Regions from separate parts of the Mus musculus genome. Here all the other regions are linked to region 2. The links are chromatin contacts, called in public HiChIP or PLAC-seq maps. All regions are on one chromosome and are shown on one strand. Each heading gives the region's core, a stretch centred on a gene start, on an enhancer-like site or on the middle of the called end of the contact. The rest is flanking DNA. Distances are from core to core; before and after follow the strand shown. Region 1 holds the start of Sbk1 (SH3-binding kinase 1). Region 2 holds the start of Nfatc2ip (nuclear factor of activated T cells, cytoplasmic, calcineurin dependent 2 interacting protein). Region 3 has its middle 27 kb from the start of Gm30928. Region 4 has its middle 29 kb from the start of Sbk1.

Region 1 (5,498 bases), core at 875-3,374, 120 kb after region 2:
GTCTGGCTTCAATCTGTACCCACCAAGCTGGCTGCAGATATGTAGTTCACTCTCATTCTCTCTGGGAAGTGCCACAGGCTTGATCAAGGTCACCTCATCTTCAGGGCAACTGGCTTTCGCACATCCTCTCCTGGGGGGAGGGGGGGTGGCTGCCTTGACTGTCCTTGAGTCTGCAGGGGGGATCTGCAAGAGTGCTGACCCAGGCTACATCTGTACTCATGGGGCAAAGCCAGCATCAGAGAGGAGTCCAGGCAGTAGTGATGGGAAGGTATCAGCTGCTCAGGTCTGATCTGGGGAATCAGGTGTCACAGGGACAAGGGGTCAAGGGTTGGGCAGCTGGTCCTGACATGGTCTGGACAAACAAAACAGCCCAAGGATCTGAAGCCTGATCATCAGGAAAAGATGAGGGGAAGCCCCAAACTCCAGGGCTGGAGCTTCAGACACGGTAGATGTTGCAATGAATGGATAAATAAACGAACAAAGAAACTTCTATAGGGCTCTGTGTTCTGAATCCTGCCTTCCCCAGCCTGTCTGCTCACCTCCTACCTGACTTTACACCTGTCTGTGGAAGGCTGAAAAAAACCTTCCTGCCCTTTCTCGGGGTACAACGCACCCAAGATCTTCCGGCATTCCCTGGGTCCTGGGGTTTAGGACATTTGTTGAGGCCCTCTTGATTGTAGATGCTTTGGAAAGCTTAAGCAAGAATCCAGACTCACTCCTGCATCGTAGAGGACACAGTGTCCCAGTCCCGGACTTGGCCCTAGGTGTTCCCCGGGTCAGAAAAAGGGAAAACACTCAGGTTTGCTGTCCTTGGGACTTAGAGGGGCAGAAAGGTGCTCTGACCCGAAATGGTTTCTTCATTCAGGGTACCTCCCTCCCCCAAACTAGCTGTTCACTGAGAGGGCTTGTCCTCTCCCTGTTCTGCAGGGAGCACAAAGAGGGACTGGATAAAGAGCCCCACTGAGACCTGAGCTGGGGTCTCAGAGTCAGAAAATAAGAGACTCATCCTCTCAAACACGCCCCTTCCCTGCCCTCTCAGACAAAGGCACACACCCAAAGCCCCAGCTGTCACCCAGAGCTGCAGAATGCAGGCACCTCTCACCTTTGGGCGCCCCAAATTTTCTCTTTCCTGTGGGGAGGGTGGGTGTCACTTAAGAACTCAGCTTGGTCTTTGGGAGATGATAGTTACGTGTCTTTATTCTTCAAAGGACCTAAGGTCTAAGGCTCCAGGCTATTCCGGGGAGACTCTCCACCTTCTAACCCCTCTCCAGGGCGTCGCAACTCCTCTCTCCCGGGGTCCGAAGCTGTGCCCAAATCTCAGGGTTGGGGTGGAAGGTGGGGGAAGGGAGAGGAGGAGGGGGCGGCTCCTCCAAGCGAGACACAAAGAGACGTCCTTCAGCCTCGGCTCCATGGCGACGCTGAGGAGGGGGAGCGCGCACTCTGGACTTCCTTCCCCACCTGCAGGACTCTAGGGACCTCGGTACCACTCACCTGCCGCCCCTCACCTGGGTCCCACTTACCTGGGCTGGGGCCGCGGGGACGCCGCGGCAGGGGGCCTGGGCGCCGTGTCGATCTTCGTCTGCCCGGCCCGAGAGGGGCTCAGGGCACCACTACCACCATGAGCCGGGACGCTGAAGGCGTCGCAAGGGGCTTGGTCGCCCGGGTCCCGAGGCTTTGGGGTGCCCGCGGCTTCTCGTTAGCAAGAGGATCTTGCTGTCCTAGGTTTGGGGTCCCTGTGTGCCGGAGTAGCGGATTAGGGAGGCTAGCGCCCCAAGCCTGGGTCTCTCTGTGTCTTGAGGTGTGCGGTTGTAGCAAGCAGATCTTGGGGGGCCCGGGTTGGATCGGTCGCTGCGTCCCAGCAGCCGCGTGCGAGGATGGAGGTCACCGCTCAGCCGCTGGGGGGTTCGGGCGCCGCCGCTGCGAGCAGCCCGGCCCTGCGGGCTCCTGCCCCGGCCTGGCGCGGGCTGAGGCTGCGGCTCCGGCTGAGGCTCCCGCTCCGCCCGGCACTCGGGCTCCAGCGCCGGTGCCCGCCCGGGCTGCGCTCCATCGCGGCCTCGCGGCTCCGCCTCCCGCCGGCGCGTACCTGCCCGCCCGCCGCTCCGCCCTCCGCCTCGCGCGCCGCCGCACGCGCCTTTGTCCGCCGCGCCGGGTGCGCGCTCCGCGCACGCGCACTCCCGCCGCGCCCTCCCGCCAGGCGCCACGGGCCTGGACCTCCCCACCGCCGCGGGAGCCGCACGATGCCCCGCCCGCTTTCCGGCCACGCGGGGTCCTAAGGCCCGCCGGTCATTGGCATAAGCTTCTTTTTCTAGGTCAGAGCCCAGGAGGGGGCCAGAACGAGGTTAGAGAGGGCTCGGGGGAGTCACAGAGGGTCACCTGGTCCAGCTGCTTGGTCCCCGAGGGGCTAGACTGTCCCAGACTATTCCAGCCTGTGCTTGTGGGGCGGAGCCTGGATCTGTTTCAAAGAAGAAAAATAAATCCGAGCTCTCCTATTCAGAATGCACTCGCTCATTCAACTACCGGTCCATCTGTTCACCCGCCTGTCTGCCCATTCATCCTTCCACCTATCCATTCGATTTCCAGGGGACCTCATAAGACTACTAGGCTACTCAGAGACCTGGGGTCTGTGGGGCCGTGCAGGGTTCAGGCAGAACTTTCGAGCTCTGCTGTAGGGAGACCGCGAAGTAAGTTTAAGGAAAAGCTGGGATTAAAGGTGTATAGCAGAACGGAAGAAGGGGGTGGGGGGTTCCTGGCTGAAGCAGCAGCTGTGCAAAGCCACCCGGGTGTGAAGAGCTTTGTTCATTAACCGGAAATTGTAGCCTGGATGCAGGTGGGGCGATCGAGCAGAGATGGCGACAGAGTGGGAACAACGAACGCATCCTTCCAGAGGCCCAGTCTCCCATGCAGCATACTATTTTATTCATAGAAAAAGCCCCCGACGCACCCAAAATCTCTCCTCCTTTTAATCTCTGATCAGATTGTTTTCTCAAATTAGCATCCTCTTCCAACCACTCCAGCTGCTGGTAGAACTTTTAGAGCTGGTTATTGCAAACTCAGGTAGCCTTAGGTGGAGCTGGGAAGACGGCTTATTAAGTAAAGTGCTTGCCAGGCAAGCATGAGGGACTTGAGTTCCTCCAGTGCCATGACACCTGTAGTTCCAGCCCTGGGAAGGCAGAAACAGGTGGATCCCAGGGACCAGCCTGATCTGATCCGTGAGTTCCAGTGAAAGACCCAGTCTCTGAATAAATAAATAAGTACGGGAGGGGAGAAGGGGAACCAAGCGAGATGCTGCTAAAGACCAGGGTTCAGGCCCCCAGGACTCAGCTATGGCTGGGCAGGTGTAGCAGCCTAGAATCCCAGCATTTAGGAGGCAGACAGGATCCCCAGAGCAAGCTGACTAGCAAGACTAGCCGAATGAGTCAGCTCTAGGTTCAAGTGAGAAACCATGCCTCAATTTGTAAAATAGAGAACAAGAGAATCAACCTCCGTCTGCACATGCACACACATGCATGTGCACCCCACATACATGCAAACACACACATATGCATGCATACCACGCACCCACAAAAAGTTAAATGAGCTGGGGAGGGATTGAAGAATACACCTGATAATGTCAACTTCTGCCCTCTACACACACACACACACACCTAAGTTGAATAAACTACAGACAGGAACTAGAAATGTGGCTCAGTCTTGGCATAGGGAAGACCCTGGACTCAGTCCCCAGAACTGGACGAAGAAACGAAGAAACAAACACCCAAAGCTGATGCGCAGACTTCTGCTTGGCAGCCCACACTACTGCTACTGCTACTTGTAATCCTAGCCCACCTTCCTCCCACTTTTACTGAAAGTTAGTTTTCTGGAAACCAGGTCCTTTGTGGGCACCAGCTCTGTTGAGAACAATGTCTCTTAGGTTGCATTCCTAATGAGCTTGCCAAGCATCCCCTGTCCCCTCCAGGGTAAAGCTTACGCTGTATTGTGGTGTGAAGGAAAATGGCCTCCATAAGTTCTTAGAGAGTGGCACTGTTAGGAGCTGTTACCTTGTTGGAGGAAAGTGTGTCATTGGGGGTAGGCTTTGAAGTTTCAAATGCTCAAGCTAAGCCCAGGGTCACTCTCTCTTCTTGCTGCTTGAGGAAATGGGTATAGAACTCTCAGCTACCTCTTCAGCGCTCTGTCTGCCTGTCTGCTTCCATGCTTCCCGCCATGATATTGGGTTAAACCTCTGAACTGTAAGCCAGTCCCAACTAAATGTTTTCTTATAAGAGTGTCTGTGGTCACGGTGTCTGTTCACAGCAACAGAAATCCAAAGATGCCCTGTGCTGCAGGCTGTCAGCATCTAGTGCCTGCTTGCCACACCAGTCCAGGGAATCTCTCTTCTCCACTCAGCCTTGGCATCAGCAAGCTCTTCTGGAACATCAACTTCTTGCTTTTCCACATCTTTGTACATTTGGTTCCTTCCGTCCATAACACCAACCTTGTCTGCTAATTTCCACACAAGTTATCCTCTAAAACAATTCTGTAGCTGCCTGCTCTCTTCCACTTCATCCCAGCCTCCCTGCCTTTCCCCCGCCCCTTCCAAAATGAGGTATTGGTGCTTCAAACAAGCAACTTGGCAGGGCTGGGGGTGTCTGTGTGAGTGACTGGGTGTAAGAGCAGGAGACTGGAAGAGAAAGGGTATCTTCTTGTGTCTTATAACGGAGTCCCCAGACACTGGAGCTGAGAGTACATCCTCATTCAGGGAAACAGGCCTTGACATGTTCTTGGCCATGGTTGTTGCTATAGCCGGCTCTTAAATGTCTCCCAAGGGCATATATCAAGAGCTTGGTCCTTGCACTGGAGAGATGGCTCAGTGGTTAAAAGGACTGGCTGCTCTTCCAGAGGTCCCAGTTCACAACGGTCTGTAACTTCGGTTCCAGGAGATCTGGTGCCCTCCTTTGACCTTCTAGAGCACCGAGCATGCATGCAAGTAATGCACAGATATACACACAGGCAACAACCTCATAAAGGAAGATAAAATAATTAAAAATACCTTTTAAAACAACAAGGAAAGCTTGGGCCTCAAGCTTCGTGCTATTGAATGGTGATGGGAACCTTTAAAAGGTGGGGCGTGGTGGGATGTTTCAGGTAATTTGAGGACTTGCTCTCAAAAAGAATTGTGGGACACTTTTTTCTCCTTTTGTTCCTGGCCATGTTATAAACAGGCTTTCTCTGCCACAAGGTCCCCCCATGGGGCGCTGCCTTGCCACTGGCCCCACATCAACAGGGTCAAACAAATGGTTAAAGCCTCTAAAACCTTGGGCCAAAACACAGCTTTCTTTTCTATAAGTCTCTTGTCACAGGTGTTTTGTTACAGCGTTCCCCAGTTCAAGGCTTCCTCCTGCAAAAACTCCCTTGATTCCTCAGTTGGGGCTTTGATTATCCACAAAGCAATTACAAAAAGGTTGCTACAACGAATTGTGGGGAATCCCTTCCCAGTTGCCCTCTCAGCAACTGATTCCCAT
Region 2 (5,549 bases), core at 2,385-4,884:
ACATAAACTGTATTTAAAAAAAAAAACTAGAAACTCTTCCAGTAACTAAAGATAATGCTCCAAGGCCATTTTCACAGCTTTGTTTGTTTGTTTGTTTGTTTGCTTTAAATGCCATTACAGCCAAATTAACATACATTTGACCAAATATTTCCAAAACAGTCCAGCAATGTTGAACTGTGTGTTTAAAATGTGAATTACTGACCTTGTATACTGTAATTGATTACACGGGCTGGGGGGGAGGGTGTCAAAGAACTTGACAGGTTGTGTTGATGCTTTTAGTTGAGTCTTAAAAAGTAAATATTAATGCTACAGAAATGCATGAGTTTCAATATATTTTTGTCTTTGTTTGCATTGTATAACTTTAACGAGTGAGTTTAAAATTATTTAATTTCCTTAGAAAAATAGCACCATTTGGGAAAAAAAACTGGCCTTATTGTTAACAGTCCTAATGAGTATTTCTTCTGCAGAGGACGATTTTTCAGAGCTACATCCAGGTCTGCATTTCTCTAAACTGTCATCGCAAAATACATACTGCAGGGCGGGCATATTTTGGTCTGCATTAGGGCATTTGCTTTACCTTAGCTTAGTTGAGATGGAAGACCTTGCCTTTCTTTGGTAGACCACAGGAAAATAGCGGCCCCTGCTGGTGGCTGCATGTCTTTGATCCTGCCAGGGTAGAGTCAATTGGAGCAGGTGCGCAAGGGGTTATCACTGTTGTGTAGTGCAAGAGGTGCCCTGATAGACATTTGGGGCTCTGCCCCTCCCAAAACAATCCTGCATGGTGGTGTGTTGGGGGGGGGGCAAGCTGGCTAGAATAAAGACCCTGCTGTGAGTTGCATCAGATCAGCTCCTGTCTGGTTTTTTGGGGATCACAAACATTTCCCTGGCACAACAGAGCTGTACAGTCAGTCTCTTGTGTAAATAAAAAGGAGCAGAGAGGGAGGAGGGATGGAGAGATGCTGAGATAGTTCAGCAGGTAAAAACACTGGCTGTTCTTTCCGTGCTCATGACAAGGGCTCTGCAGCAAGTTCCTTCACCCACTGAGGCATCTTGTTGACTAGTTATTTATTGTACGGGGCTGGAGGTTAAACCCAAGGCTTCATGCATGCCAGTGTATTAGTGAGGCTTCTGCAGAGAAAAATTATTAATAGGACGAGTCTATTGCCAAGGCTGCAGGGGAGAATACTATGTTCTCAAAAGGTTTCAGAGTATATATGTGAGACTAACTTGTTTGGCTCCCGAGATACGGTCTGGGTAACCCAACAGTGGCTGCTCAGTCCGTGAAGCTCGATGTCTCGGCTGTCCCAATCTGGTGTCCTCACTGTACCCCAGAAGCCCAGGTAACGGCTATGTTATCACAGCAGCAATGCAGCAGGAGCAGAGAGGATGAGCTTGCCAGCAGAGTGTTTGCAACAGACAAAAACAAACAAACAAACAAACAAACAAACAAACAAAAAACCAGGGCTTCTTCTCTCACATCCTTTTATTTGAGATGCTCTTCCCACTTCAAATAATCTGATCCAAAAGAGCCTACACAGCTCCCCGAGGCTTGCATTTGATTCCAGACCCAGTCAAGCTGACAAGTGCCCACTCAGCTGTGACCCCAGTCCTCCTTCCCCCTTAAAAAAAATACTTATTTATTTTATGTTAATGAGTGCTCTATCTGCATGTATGCATGCATGACAGAAGAGGGTGTCAGATCCCATTACAGAGGATTGTGAGTCACCATGTGGCTGCTGGGAATTGAACCTCTGGAAGAGCAGTCAGAGATCTTAACTGCTGAGCCATCCCTCCAGCCCGTTTGTGTCTTTTCAGTAACAGAATCTACTAACAATAAATTCACAAATGTCAGTGGTCTTAATGGCAGCAATTTGTCACACACGATCCACCTATTTTAGTGATCTGGCCAAGGTGAATGCATGTTCTTTTATCCCAATCATAATTACTAATATTAACTCTCACATGACACAACAGACAGCAAATTATATCTCCCTGCATATATAAGATTTACAGAATAAACAGAAAGGGCTACATTAGAGTTCAAAAGGTCTCAGAAGTGAACTGATGGAGTCTGCATTGATAACTAATCAGGCCAGTGACAGGAGGGAGCTGCTGGAACCAGGATTCAAAAGCAGGAAATGGTGGCTTTAAGTCCAGGTTGGGTCAGGAGAGCAGGGGTAGGGGTAGGCAGCTGAGCAGGCCAGGCAACAGTGGGAAACTGAGGCAAGCTAAGCTCCAGAGAAAGTCAGAGAACCCTCTGCTTATCAGTCTATGATTTAGTCATCGGGTATCAGGCGACAGGATATTGTGGAGGCATACCATCTCAGTGGCAGGCATCCATCACTTTATGGGCTCCTTATGAGGAAGTCATACTCTTGGTCTGGCCTACCTGATAAGTTCTTGGATCTGGTTTCCCCAGTTTGATTTTTTTAGGGGGGGGGGTCGGTTGAGACCGGCTTTTTCTGTGCAGTGCTGGCTGTCCTGGAACTCACTCTGTAGACCAAACTGGCCTTGAACTCACAGAGATTTGCCTGCCTCTGCCTCCCAAGTGCTTGATTAAAGTCTTGTGCCACCACTGCCCAGTGATGTCTGCATTTCAAAGAGAAGACTCTACCTTGAATTGCTGAGTTGTGAAAAGGCAAGGGGTTTATTAAGACATTAGAAGGATTAGCATATGCACAACCATGGTACTGACAGTACTTACATTTTTTTCAGTTAATTTCCACATGCATGAGTGAATGCCAGCAGGGTATTGACCAGCAGACAAACATTAAACCATCAAAGACCTCTCAGAATTCAGACCTTTCTGAGTTTTGAAGTTGTATTGTTTCCCAAACGAGCTAAGTGTGCATAGCATGTTGCTGGAAAGCGCAGCTAGCTCCCAGTCAGTCTACAATCACGAGCATGAACCCTGGTGCTCTGTAGTACATTGTGCAGATAAGCGGCAGCAAGGCCTTTATCAAGAGTAACCCCGCTGTAAACCGAGAAGCATTCATATTTCAATGATCAGGAAAGAGGAGCCAGAAGGAAGCCTCTTTTCTTTGCAACAGGGAAGTAAGTCTCTTATTTTAATTTGTAATTGTCTTAAAAAGTGTTTCTGAGTTGTGCTGTGCTATGACATATATTGTTTTGATATTGTGTTTGTAGAGTATTTCAGAGGTGACATGCATGAAGGTGTTTAGTGTGGAATGGAACTCCTGCCACACAGAGGTTGAGGACACAAAAGGAATCCACAGCCCAAGATCTTCAGCTTCTAACCTTAGTTCCACAAGGCTTTTTCTGTGGCTTCCGAGAATGAGGACTACAATTCCCAGGATGCGCCAGTCTTTCACCAACCAGGAAAATGGATTTCTCTAATGGGCGGGCCCTGGGGAAGGCTGGGTCAGGAGGAAATTTAGCCAATGGATGAACTGTACAGAATCGAAACCTTTTTTGATTGTACCAAAGAGATTGGAATCTTTGGCGCCTTTGTTTTAGTGGAGGGTAGGTGATAGACAGGTAAGTAGACCAATGAGAACGTGGATAGGCGGATCCAGAGCGTGTGGGCGGGAAGAGATGATGACCGGCAGGCTGTTCGTCCAATGAAAGGGACAGACGCTAATACGGTGGGCCGGTGACTGTGTAGAGGCCGGTGTTTGTGGAAGCAGTGTGGGAGATGGCGGAACCACTGAGGGGACGTGGTCCGAGGTCCCGCGGTGGCCGAGGCGCTCGGAGAGCCCGAGGCGCCCGTGGCCGGTGTCCTCGCGCCCGGCAGTCTCCGGCTAGGCTCATTCCAGACACCGTGCTTGTGGACTTGGTCAGTGACAGCGACGAAGAGGTCTTGGAAGTCGCAGACCCAGTAGAGGTGCCGGTCGCCCGCCTCCCCGCGCCGGCTAAACCTGAGCAGGACAGCGACAGTGACAGTGAAGGGGCGGCCGAGGGGCCTGCGGGAGCCCCGCGTACATTGGTGCGACGGCGGCGGCGGCGGCTGCTGGATCCCGGAGAGGCGCCGGTGGTCCCAGTGTACTCCGGGAAGGTGCAGCAAGGTCCCCAAGGAGGGTTGTTGGGGGAGTGCTAAGACTGGCGTGGCGGGTTTGGCTTGGGGCAGTGTGTGTGTGTGATGAATACTTTTAGATTGGAGATACGAGGGGGTCGGTAATGTTAGATGTATGGAGTTATCTGGGATTGTATCTTCGGGTAGAGGGAGGCTGAGAGAGATCGAGGGACGATCGAGGGAAGCTGGCCTTCTAGATGCGCTTCAGGGATTGGAGTCCTTAGAGAAGACAAGTGCTGGAATCGAGGGAAGAGCCATTCTTGTCTTAAGTAGGGTTGGCAGGATGTGAGACCCACCTCCTCTTCCCCCTTTTGTCTTCGTAGGTACAGAGCAGCCTCAACCTCATTCCAGATAATTCATCCCTCTTGAAACTGTGCCCTTCAGAGCCTGAAGATGGTAAGAGTGGGTTTGTCGGGAGTACCCTGCACTGGCTTCTCTGAGACTTCCTAGAGTTTACATCCCTGTAGTCAGTGATATCTCCCCCCCCCCCCCGCGCCCCCCCCTCGCTCCAGCACCCTCCGTCCCCCTGCCCCCACCCCCACCCCTTTTCTCTGTGCTTCAGTGGTATCTAGGGTCTGGAGAATGATGCTCAAGTGTTATCCAGTTGACACACAATTTTGATTCTAAGTGGTATTGGGAAAATGGACTCCTGAGTCTGAGATAGGGGAAAGTTATGGTCCATAAAGATGCTGGTTCATTAATCAGAAGTCACAGGAACCTACTTAATAGCCATGTCCACCCCTTCCCCTCTTCGGGTCCTAACGGGCATATGGATATGTTAGAGTGAAGTTTGAGGTACCTACCCTTGACATTTTGATCTGTGTTATCATAATAGGGGTGAAGGGAGTTCTGAGACTCTGTGACATCTTGTTACACTCCTACAGTGTTCCATTCCTTGGGAACACTTTGGAGCCAGAAGAGTGTTTCTTTGACTTTATCAGAACTGCCCATTCTTTATTCTCTACTGATAAGTTTTTGCAAACCCTTTAATAAGGCCAGTGACTACGAGTCAAGGCTAATAGGGGAGTGATAACAGTCTGCAAAGACCTGGAACTAAGACTCCTTTCTGTTAGGTGAGGGCGTGTGGTAGGCTGATTGAGAACAGGCTCAGGAGTCTTGTGGCCTGTATTTGAATCCTTCATAACTGTGTGACTTTGAGCAAGTTTTCCTCATGAGGAGAATGGGGATAATAGTGGACCTATCTTAAAGATTTTTGGTGAGAACTAAAAGGATTTTGTGTATATTTTATTTGCCACATCCGTGGTTAGGATAGCACCTGGAATGTAGAAGTGTGACATGATAGAAAAGATATCCATGTGCAGGGTATCTTAGGAAGGGTTTTAAAAGTGTAGACTTGGAGTTGGGGCGATGGTTCAGTGGGTAAAAGCACTTGCCACACAAACCTGATACCTAACTACCATATAAGAAGAAGATGGGGTGGCATACACCTGTAATGATGCCACTCATACTGGGTACAGGAGAACACTGCTGGAAGCTCACACACCCAGTGGCAAAA
Region 3 (5,425 bases), core at 1,912-4,411, 73 kb after region 2:
CTGCTGATGGAGACAGTAGCCTTGTGGTCCTCAGCTGAGGTAATTGATTTTCTCTGGGTTTGTAATCAGGCAGAGCTGGGCTATAGAACAGAGAAGCCATGATGATAGTCCCTAATTTTGCCTAATGACATCCTACCTATTAGCTTTCAATCCTGAAAGCCCCCTCCCCTTTTTTAAACTTGTATTTCAGGTTGAATTAGCTAGTGTACCCGTGAATCTGTGACTTCCCTTTTTATTTAGCTAATCTGCAAATGCCAAAAGGCTGCTTCATTTTTCATTTCATTTGTCACTAGCTTTCTAGAGCTCCGTGTCTGCTTGGATGATGGACACAATGATTCTAGAGAATTAGGGTAAGATTATGTCTAGAGCGAAGTACACATAAATACAAGTTCAGCCAGTTTTCTTCTATTGAAATATAAACACTCGCACATTGAGAAAGTTAGAACAGAAATGTCTAGTAGCAGCAACAGATAAAGCTAATATTCAGTGAAACTAATCTATAAGATGGGATGTCTGGAAAATTGAGATTATGGGGAGTGGGGCTGGGTAGGTAGCTCACTGATAGAATGTTTGCCTGACGTGTGTAAAGCTCTGGGGTTCAATCCTGACCCTGCCAGAAAATTATAAATCGTCAAAAGAATGAGTTGTGTGCTTTATATCTAAGACAAATGTATAGTTATGCGAGGGTTTGCATGCCATCAGGTACTTATACTTCCCCCACATGGTAAGAAATAAACTTGCCACGCACTCCGGTCAAGTCTGCTTGACAGGCTGGAAAGTCTGTAAGCACCCACGAGGAAGAGTTTCACGGAAACTCACCTCCTGGAGCTTTGGCGTTCTCATTTACCCATATACTCATACCCTATTCCCGCGTTAGTCTGGTGTATGGAACTAAGAGCTCTCTTTTAATATTTTATTATAAATGCCTTTTAAGTTTAAATTCTGATATAGTTAAGTCTCCCAATTGTTCCAAGGTCCCAGAAGCCAAGGAGCTTGGAATTCCGCAGGAATGCAGAAAGGAAGTTACCTATTCAGTAACTAATTAAGCATTACAAAAGACGGAGCCAGTAGCTCAGAGCTGGTCTGCAAAAATATTTACTAAGGACAGTAGAAAAGGGAATACCATATTAGAGCTAGGGAATCCCACTGAGACAGGGATCTTCTCTACAGCTAGGTATTGCAAGCTTCATATTAGAAGCAAGTTGGTAAATTCTTCTGTAGACCCAGGACATAGGGTGTTGGGGTATTGCAGTATTCTTGAAAAGGTCTGCTAGTGCAGAACCCCTGGTGGTGGGTTTAACAATAGACCAGTTTACACCTGGCTCCCTTCTTTTCGGCAGCAGCCTGGTCCCCGCCTTCTTTTGATGTATACATTCCTTATGTATTGGGTCACTGTAACTTGGTGGATTGTATTTTGCCTGGTTTCTTGTTATTTCTTCGGTATAAAAAGTTTGATGCTCGACCTGACAAAATACATTCATATTCTACACAATCTTGTGTGTTGGTCTGTCTGTCACCTGCCAACACCTTGCCCACCTGCCCCAGAGACTCGTTCCACGCAGACAAAGGGACCCAGAGCGTCAGCGGCATAAAATAACCATAGCAACATAGACTAGTCAGGACATGCAGCCTAGAAAAGTCGGTTTAAGTCATTTTGTAGCATAACAAAATGAAACCAACTGTAAAGTCTTTACAGGGACCTGGGGACTTACCATCAGGGAAGCTACTTTCCATATGCTCAAAGCCACTGTTCAGTCTTCAGCATAGTATGAAATGCAAAATTAAATTAAAAGTGTATTCTATGACCAGGTGTGGCGGCCATGCCTTTAATCCCTGTACCCATGAAACAGAGGTAGGTGGACCTCTATGGGTTTGAGGCTAGTCAGGTCTACATGATGAGACCCTGCTCTCCCTGTATATACAACCTCTGCACATACATAGACCAGCTCTGGACCTCTGTCACAGTTGCCATCTGTTTAGGAAAAAAGCTGCTATGGTGAGGGATGAGCTGCATTATCTGTGGGTAAAAGTGTTTAGAATACCCTTAGGTATTTTACTGGCTTGTGGAAATGGCCATCTGCCACGTGACTCTGCCCTAACTGCAGGAAACGCCACTGCTCTCTGGAGGAGCCTGAGTAAACACAGGACACAAGATTGAGGGGGCAGCTGTGGGGAAGTTGTCACTTATGCTGGGAAGACTTTCCAGTGATGCAGCTGCTCTGCGATGGACCACACTCTTGTATGTAATCTCTCCCCAGGCTCTGGATAGAATCCTAGTAAGTTCACTGGGTTTTCTACAGAATCTTAGCCACTGCTGAGGGGTAGCTGGTCCACAGGGAAATACTGCAGGTAACCTGGAGAAGACATAGTTTTCTGTATGTGTCTCTGTGAAGAAGATGGCTGCATAAGCCCCTCTCCACCTCAAATGCGCCATTAGGTAAGTTAAAATGGCTTCCAGGTGTGGATTTAGGACAACCAGGGCTACAGTGTAGCAGCCGTAGCAGTACTATTGGTCATAGCCTGGTGTTACTATTTTCCATAGAGGTAATCTTTAATGTTGCTTGTTCCCTTGCTGTCTATTGATTTGGGAGGTGGGCATATAGTGCTTAGGCTCACACAGGGAAGTCAGTGGACAACTTGCAGGAGTTGCTTCTGTCCTTCCACAGCGTGGGTCCCCGGGGATAGAACCTGAGCTGTTTAATTTGGAGGCAAGCACCTTTCTCTGCTGAATCTTTCTGGCCCAAGTAGCTCAGTGTCACATTTGCTTCATGGAGTCCAGAAGAGAACACTTGATTTCTTATAAGCCCAGAATTCTTTTATCACAGTGGGAGCAACCTGTGTTTTTCCACATTTGTTTATTGGTCTCCGGTGCTGGGCTAGTGGTTAGCTTAAGTTCATCCTGTTGGGGCTTTCCAGTTAGCCTTGGGGACATCTGTCTGTCCTTTAAAAGGAGACTCTCAGCAGCATGATAAAGAGGATGGTTTCATCCGGTTTCTGTGATGTCTCATGTTGAAATGTCCTGTAGCTTTATAACGTCTGATTACACCGCCCTGGGCTGCATCATCTTTGAAAATTTCTTCAAAAAATACATGTACATGTACATCTCAGGAACTCTGCTTCTAAAACTCGCTTTCAGAGAGAAGACCCGGTCCAGAAAGGGTAGACGCTGCCACCTGCTGGACAAAGCGAGCATTGACATAGGTACTACTTAAAACGCTACAGAAAGAACCCGTGCCATTTCCCACAATGTATTTTACACTGTCCAACTTTAGACCCGACTCAATTTTAAACCAAGACACCTTAACATTGTCCAGGAAGATCCTGAGAATGCTCCTGAGTAGCCATTTATGGGTTGTCAGAGTTAGTCAGACGTGATATCTCGTATGAAGAAGTGTTGTGGTGTCTGGTCATTGCAGGAGAATGATGTCTTGAGCTATTTTGCAGAGTTCACCTGGGAGAAAAATGCAACATGATGGAGCCCATGGCTAGAACATCAGAGCAGCTTTTTTTTGTTTTTGTTTTTGTTTTTGTTTTTGTTTTTGTTTTTTCGAGACAGGGTTTCTCTGTATAGCCCTGGCTGTCCTGGGCTTTGTAGACCAGGCTGGCCTCAAACTCAGAAATCTGCCTGCCTCTGCCTCCCGAGTACTGGGATTAAAGGCGTGCGCCACCACGCCCTACTATCAGAGCAGCTTTTAAGCAAAAAAGGAATCTGCAGATGACAGGACCCACTCTAACTATAGGACTATGTGGAGGCCTGATTGTCACTGGATTAAAATCACTAATATAACGATATGATCAATAGACTCAAAAAGCCACTTGGTATCCCGGCCATTCTGCCTTCCCTGCCAACACAGACTGTTCGCTTTCTTAAACTGTAAGGCAAAAGTAACCCTTCCTCCCTTAAATTGCTTCTGATCTAGTATTGATCACAATGATAAGATAATAAACTAATGGAGAAGCTGCTGCTAAGCGAGGGCAGGCAGCTGTTATAGGCCTGACCCCGTGGTTTACATCCTTTGGGACTGATTTGTAGAAGGAATGTGGAGGAGTTTGTCACTGTGGGCTAAAGACATCTTAAAAGCTGTTTGCAGAGTTTAATGCATCATTCTGGGGACATCAGGAAGACAGGAACGCTGAGACTGATGTAAAATGTGGAGGATATTTGTTCCTCTGCTCATTGCCACGAGCAAGTCCTTGACCAGAAAGAAGCATTTTAAGGAGGAAGGGTTTAGCTGGGCGTGGTGGCGCACACCTTTAATCCCAGCACTGGGGAGGCAGAGGCAGGTGGATTTCTGAGTTTGAGGCCAGACTGGTCTACAAAGTGAGTTCCAGGACAGCCAGGGCTACAGAGAAACCCTGTCTCAACCCCCCCCCACCCCCCCCAAAAAAAAGAAAGAAAAAGAAAAAAGGAGGAAGGGTTTATTCTGGTTGATGGGGGGGGGGGATTCCATAAGCACAGAGGGGCATGGTGGCAGGAACAGGAGGTCGGCTGGTCATGAACATTGCACTGATAGCCAAGAAGAGGGAAATGAACATTAGTGTCCAGGGAGCTGTCTCCCTCTGACTAAGTCTCAGACGCCAGCCCATGGGACATTGCCACTGACAGTTAAGGGACATTGCCACTGACAGTTAAGGGTTTCTTTCTTTCTTTCTTTCTTTCTTTCTTTCTTTCTTTCTTTCTTTCTTTCTTTCTTCCTTCCTTCCTTCCTTCCTTCCTTCCTTCTTTCTTTCTTTCTTTCTTTCTTTCTTTCTTTCTTTCTTCCTTCCTTCCTTCCTTCCTTCTTTCTTTCTTTCTTTCTTTCTTTCTTTCTTTCTTTCTTTCTTTCTTTTTTTTTGATTTATTTACACTTGGAGGGCAGAGGCAGGTGGATTTCTGAGTTCGAGGTCAGCCTGGTCTACAGAGTGAGTTCCAGGACAGCCAGGGCAACACAGAGAAACCCTATCTCAAAAAAACAAAAAAAAAACAAAACAAAAACAAAAAAAAGAATTTTTTTTTAATGTATATGGGTACAATAGCTGAACAGATGGTTGTGAGCCTTCATGTGGTTGTTGGGAATTGAATTTTTTTTAGGACCTCTGCTCACTCTGGTCAACTCTGCTCACTCAGTCCCTGCTCGCTCGCCCCCACTCACTCCAGTCACTCACTCAGGCCCAAAGATTTATTTATTATTATACATAAGAACACTGTAGCTGTCTTCAGATGTGCCAGAGGATCTCATTACAGGTGGTTGTGAGGCACCATGTGGTTGCTGAGACTTGAACTCAGGACCTTCGGAAGAGCAGTCAGTGTTCTTACCTGCTGAGCCATCTCGCCAGCCCAGTTAAGAGTCTTACAATTGCCGGGCGTGGTGGCGCACGCCTTTAATCCCAGCACTCAGGAGGCAGAGGCAGGTGGATTTCTGAGTTCGAGGCCAGCCTGGTCTAC
Region 4 (5,562 bases), core at 333-2,832, 94 kb after region 2:
TTGAGGTGGATGAACACAGAGTCAGGAAGGGTTAAACAGAAGCCAAGACTGTAAAGAAGGCACATGGGCCGGGCAGTGGTAGCACGCACCTTTAATCCAGGCAGATTTCTGAGTTCGAGGCCAGCCTGGTCTACAGAGTGAGTTCCAGGACAGCCAGGGCTACACAGAGAAACCCTGTCTTGAAAACCCATTAAAAAAAAAAAAAAAAAAAGGCACATGGAAACCCACTACCTTATACGATAATCTTAAAACACAGCTTTTTAAAACGACTTTGAACAGAAGCACTACACATGGGAGGATATTACCAACCCCAGAGACCATGGGTTACTAAACAACAACCCTTGTAGCAGATATGGGAGTTGCTGGCCATAAAGGCTCCAGAGCTCCTACCGAGCCACCAATGGCCATTACTCTTGATTGATCTCCAGAACTGTCTGATAAGAAAATGCAAACTGCAGAAGACACCACACATGCTGGTTGGAGAATATGCTGGAACTGGACAGAAGCCTCCCCTCACTGATGGTTGGCTACCCTTCACAGGACTGGAAAGTGCTATCAAGGCAGCTGGGGGAGAAAACCCAGAAATCTTTTTTTTTTCTAACTTGGAACTTTACATGCTACAGTGCCAACTTGTCAAGCTCACTGGTGCCATGGTGACATGATGGTTAAGGGGGTGACCTTATTTATTAATATTAATCACAGTATTTTTTATTTGATCTGAGTCCTGGTCCACAGGAGGGACTTCGTTCCTAGTACTGAACACATGGTTAGGGGCTAAGAAGAGAGGTCATGGCACTGGGGCTGAGTCTGCTTAGTTTTGCTAAGTGGGTATGCTGCCAAGCTGCTTCCTAAATATTTATACATACACCACGGACTAGTGCTACCATCAGCCATGACCAAAGAAGCTTCTCTTTGTTGCAATCAGTGGTTAATTCAGAAATCTGTGGCTGGTTAAAGTGCTGAGAGCAAGTGACTGTTGAGTGTTCCACCTTAAATAGCACACCCACATCGCTGTTCCACCTTAAATGACACACCCACATCACCAGCTCCAGGGATCAGGGGACATCACAGAAGAGGGTGCAAAATGAATATAAGATCCAGACCGGAGGGAGGAAGGCCATGAAATGCTATCTTATGATATGGATTGTGACACTCATGAACATCTGTGGCTGTCTGCGTAGGACCTGCACAAGCACAGCCTGCAGACAAGGACAGTCACAGACAGAGAGAGGCTCGTCGGACTTTGTCCCACCCAGGTAAGCTAATGGGGTCAGGAAGTCAGTATCTTCAGTAGTGTACCCTCTGATGAGTTACTATTCCAAGGGGCAGCTCCACACCCATGCCCATGGTCATAAAGCAAAATCTACACAAAATGACAATAAAAAGAGATAGTGGAGCAGGTGTATGACCAGAATGCATTGTTCCCATGTATAAAATTGTCAAAGAAATTCTAATTTTGAAGATGGGGGCTGGGAAGCTAGGTGGGTGAGTAAGAGTGGCTGCTCTGCAGACCCTCAGCACCCACATAGAGGCATGGCTAGTGTCTGCAATCCTAGCACTAGGATAAGCGGCAGGCAGATCCCAAGAGCTCGCTGCCCAGCCAGTCTATCCAAACCTGATGACCTGGTACAGTGAGAGACCCTGCCTCAAGGCCATAAGGTGCTCGTGAGAAAGGAAGTCCTCTGAGGTGCTACGCACACTCCAGTGTAGTCTGCTTGACAGGCTGAGAAGCCTGGAAGCACTCACAAGGCAAAGAGTTTCAGAGAAACTCACCTCCTGGAACCTTGGCATTCTCATAACCTGTATACTCATACCCTATCCCCGCGTTAGTCTGGTGTATGGATCCATGTGCTCTCTTTTAGTATTATTTTATTATAAGTGCCCTTTAAGATTGGATTCTGACATAGCTAAGCCTTCGCCAGTGTTCCAACGTCCCAGAAAATCCTTGAAGCCGACAAACTTGGAATTCAGTAGGAATTCAGTAAGAAGGTTATCTATTCAGTAACATTCAAATTTACTTCTAGTAGAGAAGGTGAAACTAATTAGGCATTACAAACAACGGAGCCGGAATAGCTCAGGGCTGATCTGCAGAGTGTTTACTTGAGACAATAGTCAGTCTTAGCCAGACAAGGGAATACACAATGGCCTAGCAAATAGGTGGGTTTACCATGAAAGAGTTAGGGAATCCCCCTGAGACAGGTTTCTTCACTAGGCCCAAAGAAACAGCATAAATCTGGTATTTACTAAGAACCCCTGGTGGTGGGCTTAACAATAGACTAGCATTACACCTGGCTCCCTTCTTAGTGGCAGTGGCCTGGTCCCCACCTTCTTTTGATGTATATATTCCTTATGTTTTGTGTCACTGTAACTCAGCGGATGTATATGGTCTGGTTTCTTGTTATTCTTCTGTATAAAAAGTTCGATGCTCGACCTGACAAATTACATTCAGATTCTACACAATCCTGTGCTGCGTCCGTGTCTGTCTGTCATTCATTTCGCTGACTCCTTGTCCACCTGCAACTAGAGACCTGTTCTATGCAGACAAGGGACCACGGGGGTCTGAGGCACTGAGTGGCTGCTCTTGCCACCGTATGCACACACAAGCATGCGTAAGGAACACATGCACAGTCCTTTAGGGTCAGTGTATAAACAAATGAAGTAAAGGTGGGCTGGAACAGAGAAAGAGAAAGAGCAGTGTGTCCATTCCCTCAGCAAGGCTGTGGGAGCTGCGGATGGGGGAGAGCAAAAGGTGAAATAGAAGAAAGGTAAAAGAGTGGAGAAGGATGCTATAAAGAGGGAGAGGAGAAAGGAAGAGTGGTACATGCTTTTTCAGCAACCTAGTGCTACCTGGGAAGAGGGAACGGGCTGAAGAACTGCTTTTATCAGATCAGCCTGTGGCCATGGCTGTGAGCCTCATCTTGACTGATGGTTACACCTACGGGGGTGGCACCACACCTGACAGGTGGGTCTATGCTGTACGAGAAAGCTGGCAGAGAGCAAGCAAGAGCTAGCCAGAGATGGAGCCCGTCAGCAGTCTTCCTCCTAGGTTTCTGCTGCCATTTCCGGCCTTGAGTTCTCTCAAGGAAAGACTGTTACCTGGTGTAAGTTGAAGCAAACCCCTCCCTGCACCCTGACCTGCTTCTGATCATAGCTTATCACAGCAGCAGGAAAGCAAATTAGGATAGTTAGCTTCCCTTTGTATATCAAGAGCCTCTGTGCCCACACTTAGCTTAGTATCCAGGGCTGGGCAGAGTCTCCCACCCTCCTGAGTTAGGCTCCCCAAGAGAGGAAATAAGATGGGCACACAGAGATCTGGACATTTAGAGCTGTCTCCATACTTTCAGGACCTGCTCAGCATCACATGCCCTACTAGAAGGCCAAGGTGGCACATGCCAAGAAGCTTGCAGAGCTTTAGTTGTCCTTGCCACTGAGGCAGTGAACCTCACAGCAGACAACCAGCTCAGAGTCTAGCCCACTGGCTGATGCTGGGCTTGGAAGTATCAAGTCTCCAATGATTATCCTGAGGCGGCAGACTCACTAGCCACTGTCCTAACCTGACCTGACCTAAGCCTTCTACATGAGCTCTCATTGGCATCCCACCACCATGGCTACCTCCAGTGACTGACTCCTGGCTCCCTGGCTCACGGCATTCTTCTTTGTTCTCAGTTGTCTGGGAATATCTGTCTTGACCAATTGGTTCTGTCTCAAAATGATATACAACTCTGGCTCTCTGAGAAATAAACCTCTTTCACACTGCTGGCCTGTCCCACCAGAAGACTGGCTGTGTCACCAAAGCCTACTGGATCTGAGGTGTGGGAGGACCAGAGGCTGGCCACGCTGGTAAGACTGCGGATTCTTTTCACTGGGACGACCTAGCGGCTGACTGAAAGATAGTAAAGACATGGACAGGGAAGAAGCCCCACACCCCAGATGTGGGTGGGAATCAGAAGCTCCCATACGACTGATTAATTGTATTAATTGATTAACTGATTAAGCGTACAGAGTCTCCATTCCTATAGATATCGCGAGCAAGAGGCGGAAAGGATAAGCATACAATGCCTACCCAGAACCAGAGTACTCATGGCCTTTGAGTTAAGCCAACAGCCCTCTTACCCTACAGCTCAGCAAACGACCTTATAAACTACCTTATGATTTCATTTGCAAAGGGAAATTCTTTAAGAAAAAAATATTCTGGCAGCCATCTTCCAGTAACTCGCCAAAATGACGAACACAAAGGGAAAGAGGAGAGGCACCCGGTACATGTTCTCTAGGCCTTTTAGGAAACATGGCGTTGTTCCTTTGGCCACATACATGCGAATCTACAAGAAGGGTGATATTGTAGACATCAAGGGAATGGGCACTGTTCAAAAAGGAATGCCCCATAAGTGCTACCACGGCAAAACCGGAAGAGTCTACAGTGTCACCCAGCATGCCGTGGGCATCATTGTCAACAAGCAGGTTAAGGGCAAAATTCTGGCCAAGAGGATCAATGTGCGGATTGAGCACATCAAGCACTCAAAGAGCAGAGACAGCTTCCTGAAGCGGGTGAAGGAGAACAACCAGAAGAAAAAGGAAGCCAAAGAGAAGGGCACCTGGGTGCAGCTGAAGCACCAGCCTGCGCCACCCAGAGAAGCACACTTTGTGAGGACTAACGGAAAAGAGCCTGAGCTGTTGGAGCCCATTCCATACGAATTCATGGCCTAATGGACACAAAGAAATAAAATACCAGCACCAGGACTGTGAAAAAAAAATTCTTACACTTAATTTTAAATTTCAAAAAATATTTATTTTTTAGTATGTCTGGATTTTTTTGTTTGCTTGCTATACAAAAGCATGCATGCATGCATGCATGTATGTATGTATGTATGTATGCATGCATGTATGTACATGCACCATATGCTTGCTTGCTGCTCTTGGAGGCCAGTAGAGAAAGTTGGAGTCCCTGAAATCGGAGTTATAGGTGGTTGTGAGTCACCATGTGGGTCCTTTGGAAGAGCAGCAAGTGCCCTCTACAGTCCCACTTAATTTTAAATCTTGCTTAATCTAAAAGTGTGTTGTAAATTGCATGCTTTGGACAACCTAATTGACACAGCGCCAAGCCAGGCTTGTTGGTTCACTCCTGAATCACAGAGCACATGAAGGCCAAAGCGCAAGGACCTCCTGGATGTTTGGAGCCAGTCTCTTCCACACAGAGAGTCCCTGACCTGCTAAGGACAGGAAGTAAAATCTCATCGTGGAGAAGAGGAGGAGAAACAAGGAAGGAGAGAGGAAGGGAGGAAGGGTAGGAGGGAGGGAGGGAGGGAGGGTGTCCACAGAATCATGTGCCCAAGAGGAGCTCTCTCCAGGGCTTCCAACTTGAAGTGTGTACCCTCCCTCATCTCCCCTTAAATATAACCTTACTCCACTCTGACTCTCCTGAAATTCTTCTCTGTCCGTAGTCTAGGGTCCACCTTTACCAGAGTGAAATGGCGTTTTGGACTCTACCTCCCTTCTTACCCCTGCAGGTGAGCTTTCTCATCTCCCTTTCCTGCCAAGGAGCTCACACAGCTAGAAGGCCTGCAC

What was found. HiChIP or PLAC-seq counts read pairs in DNA pulled down with a chosen protein or histone mark.
Region 1: a contact with region 2 is called in an H3K4me3 HiChIP or PLAC-seq map of embryonic stem cells, with 43 read pairs. The contact joins the promoter of Sbk1 here to the promoter of Nfatc2ip in region 2. A contact is called at or near these places in 16 of 39 promoter capture datasets (the 3T3-L1 cell line, HPC-7-derived erythroid cells, cranial neural crest and 10 more), 1 of 15 datasets of contacts at CTCF or cohesin (CD8 T cells), 39 of 484 Hi-C or Micro-C datasets (the AML12 cell line, the AtT-20 cell line, B cells and 28 more), 23 of 115 datasets of contacts at active chromatin or transcription factors (the 230-238 cell line, the SCID.adh cell line, T-cell acute lymphoblastic leukemia and 13 more) and 4 of 9 other capture datasets (adipose tissue, embryonic stem cells, liver and 1 more).
Region 3: a contact with region 2 is called in an H3K27ac HiChIP or PLAC-seq map of embryonic stem cells, with 14 read pairs. The contact joins the enhancer-like site here to the promoter of Nfatc2ip in region 2. A contact is called at or near these places in 9 of 39 promoter capture datasets (the C10 cell line, the HPC-7 cell line, HPC-7-derived erythroid cells and 6 more), 4 of 15 datasets of contacts at CTCF or cohesin (CD8 T cells, the NIH/3T3 cell line, embryonic stem cells and 1 more), 79 of 484 Hi-C or Micro-C datasets (B cells, the C10 cell line, CD8 T cells and 45 more), 29 of 115 datasets of contacts at active chromatin or transcription factors (the 230-238 cell line, CD8 T cells, the HPC-7 cell line and 13 more) and 3 of 9 other capture datasets (adipose tissue, liver and pancreatic islet).
Region 4: an H3K27ac HiChIP or PLAC-seq map of embryonic stem cells shows a contact between it and region 2, with 11 read pairs. The contact joins the enhancer-like site here to the promoter of Nfatc2ip in region 2. A contact is called at or near these places in 5 of 39 promoter capture datasets (the C10 cell line, the HPC-7 cell line, HPC-7-derived erythroid cells and 2 more), 12 of 484 Hi-C or Micro-C datasets (B cells, the C10 cell line, CD8 T cells and 8 more), 14 of 115 datasets of contacts at active chromatin or transcription factors (the 230-238 cell line, CD8 T cells, the NIH/3T3 cell line and 5 more) and 3 of 9 other capture datasets (adipose tissue, liver and pancreatic islet).

Annotation. Positions count from the first base shown.
Region 1 is chr7:126,269,122-126,274,619 of GRCm38.p6, reverse strand. It overlaps Sbk1 (SH3-binding kinase 1), which reads right to left and starts at 2,124. Exons shown (of 4, transcript NM_145587.3): 1 at 1,521-2,124.
Region 2 is chr7:126,394,822-126,400,370 of GRCm38.p6, reverse strand. Nfatc2ip (nuclear factor of activated T cells, cytoplasmic, calcineurin dependent 2 interacting protein) reads left to right here and starts at 3,634. Exons shown (of 8, transcript NM_010900.3): 1 at 3,634-4,015; 2 at 4,357-4,429. The coding sequence starts at 3,656.
Region 3 is chr7:126,321,682-126,327,106 of GRCm38.p6, reverse strand. No RefSeq gene overlaps it. Among named protein-coding and RNA genes, the nearest start is that of Gm30928, 27 kb to the left of the region's middle. Within about 2 kb of position 3,161, at least 24 of the 459 cell types and tissues checked have an H3K27ac peak or open chromatin away from gene starts, as enhancers often do. A contact at or near this core is called in the CH12 cell line, the HPC-7 cell line, the P5424 cell line and 7 more, where this site is marked.
Region 4 is chr7:126,298,576-126,304,137 of GRCm38.p6, reverse strand. It overlaps the pseudogene Gm10155. Among named protein-coding and RNA genes, the nearest start is that of Sbk1, 29 kb to the right of the region's middle. Within about 2 kb of position 1,582, at least 5 of the 459 cell types and tissues checked have an H3K27ac peak or open chromatin away from gene starts, as enhancers often do. A contact at or near this core is called in embryonic stem cells, where this site is marked.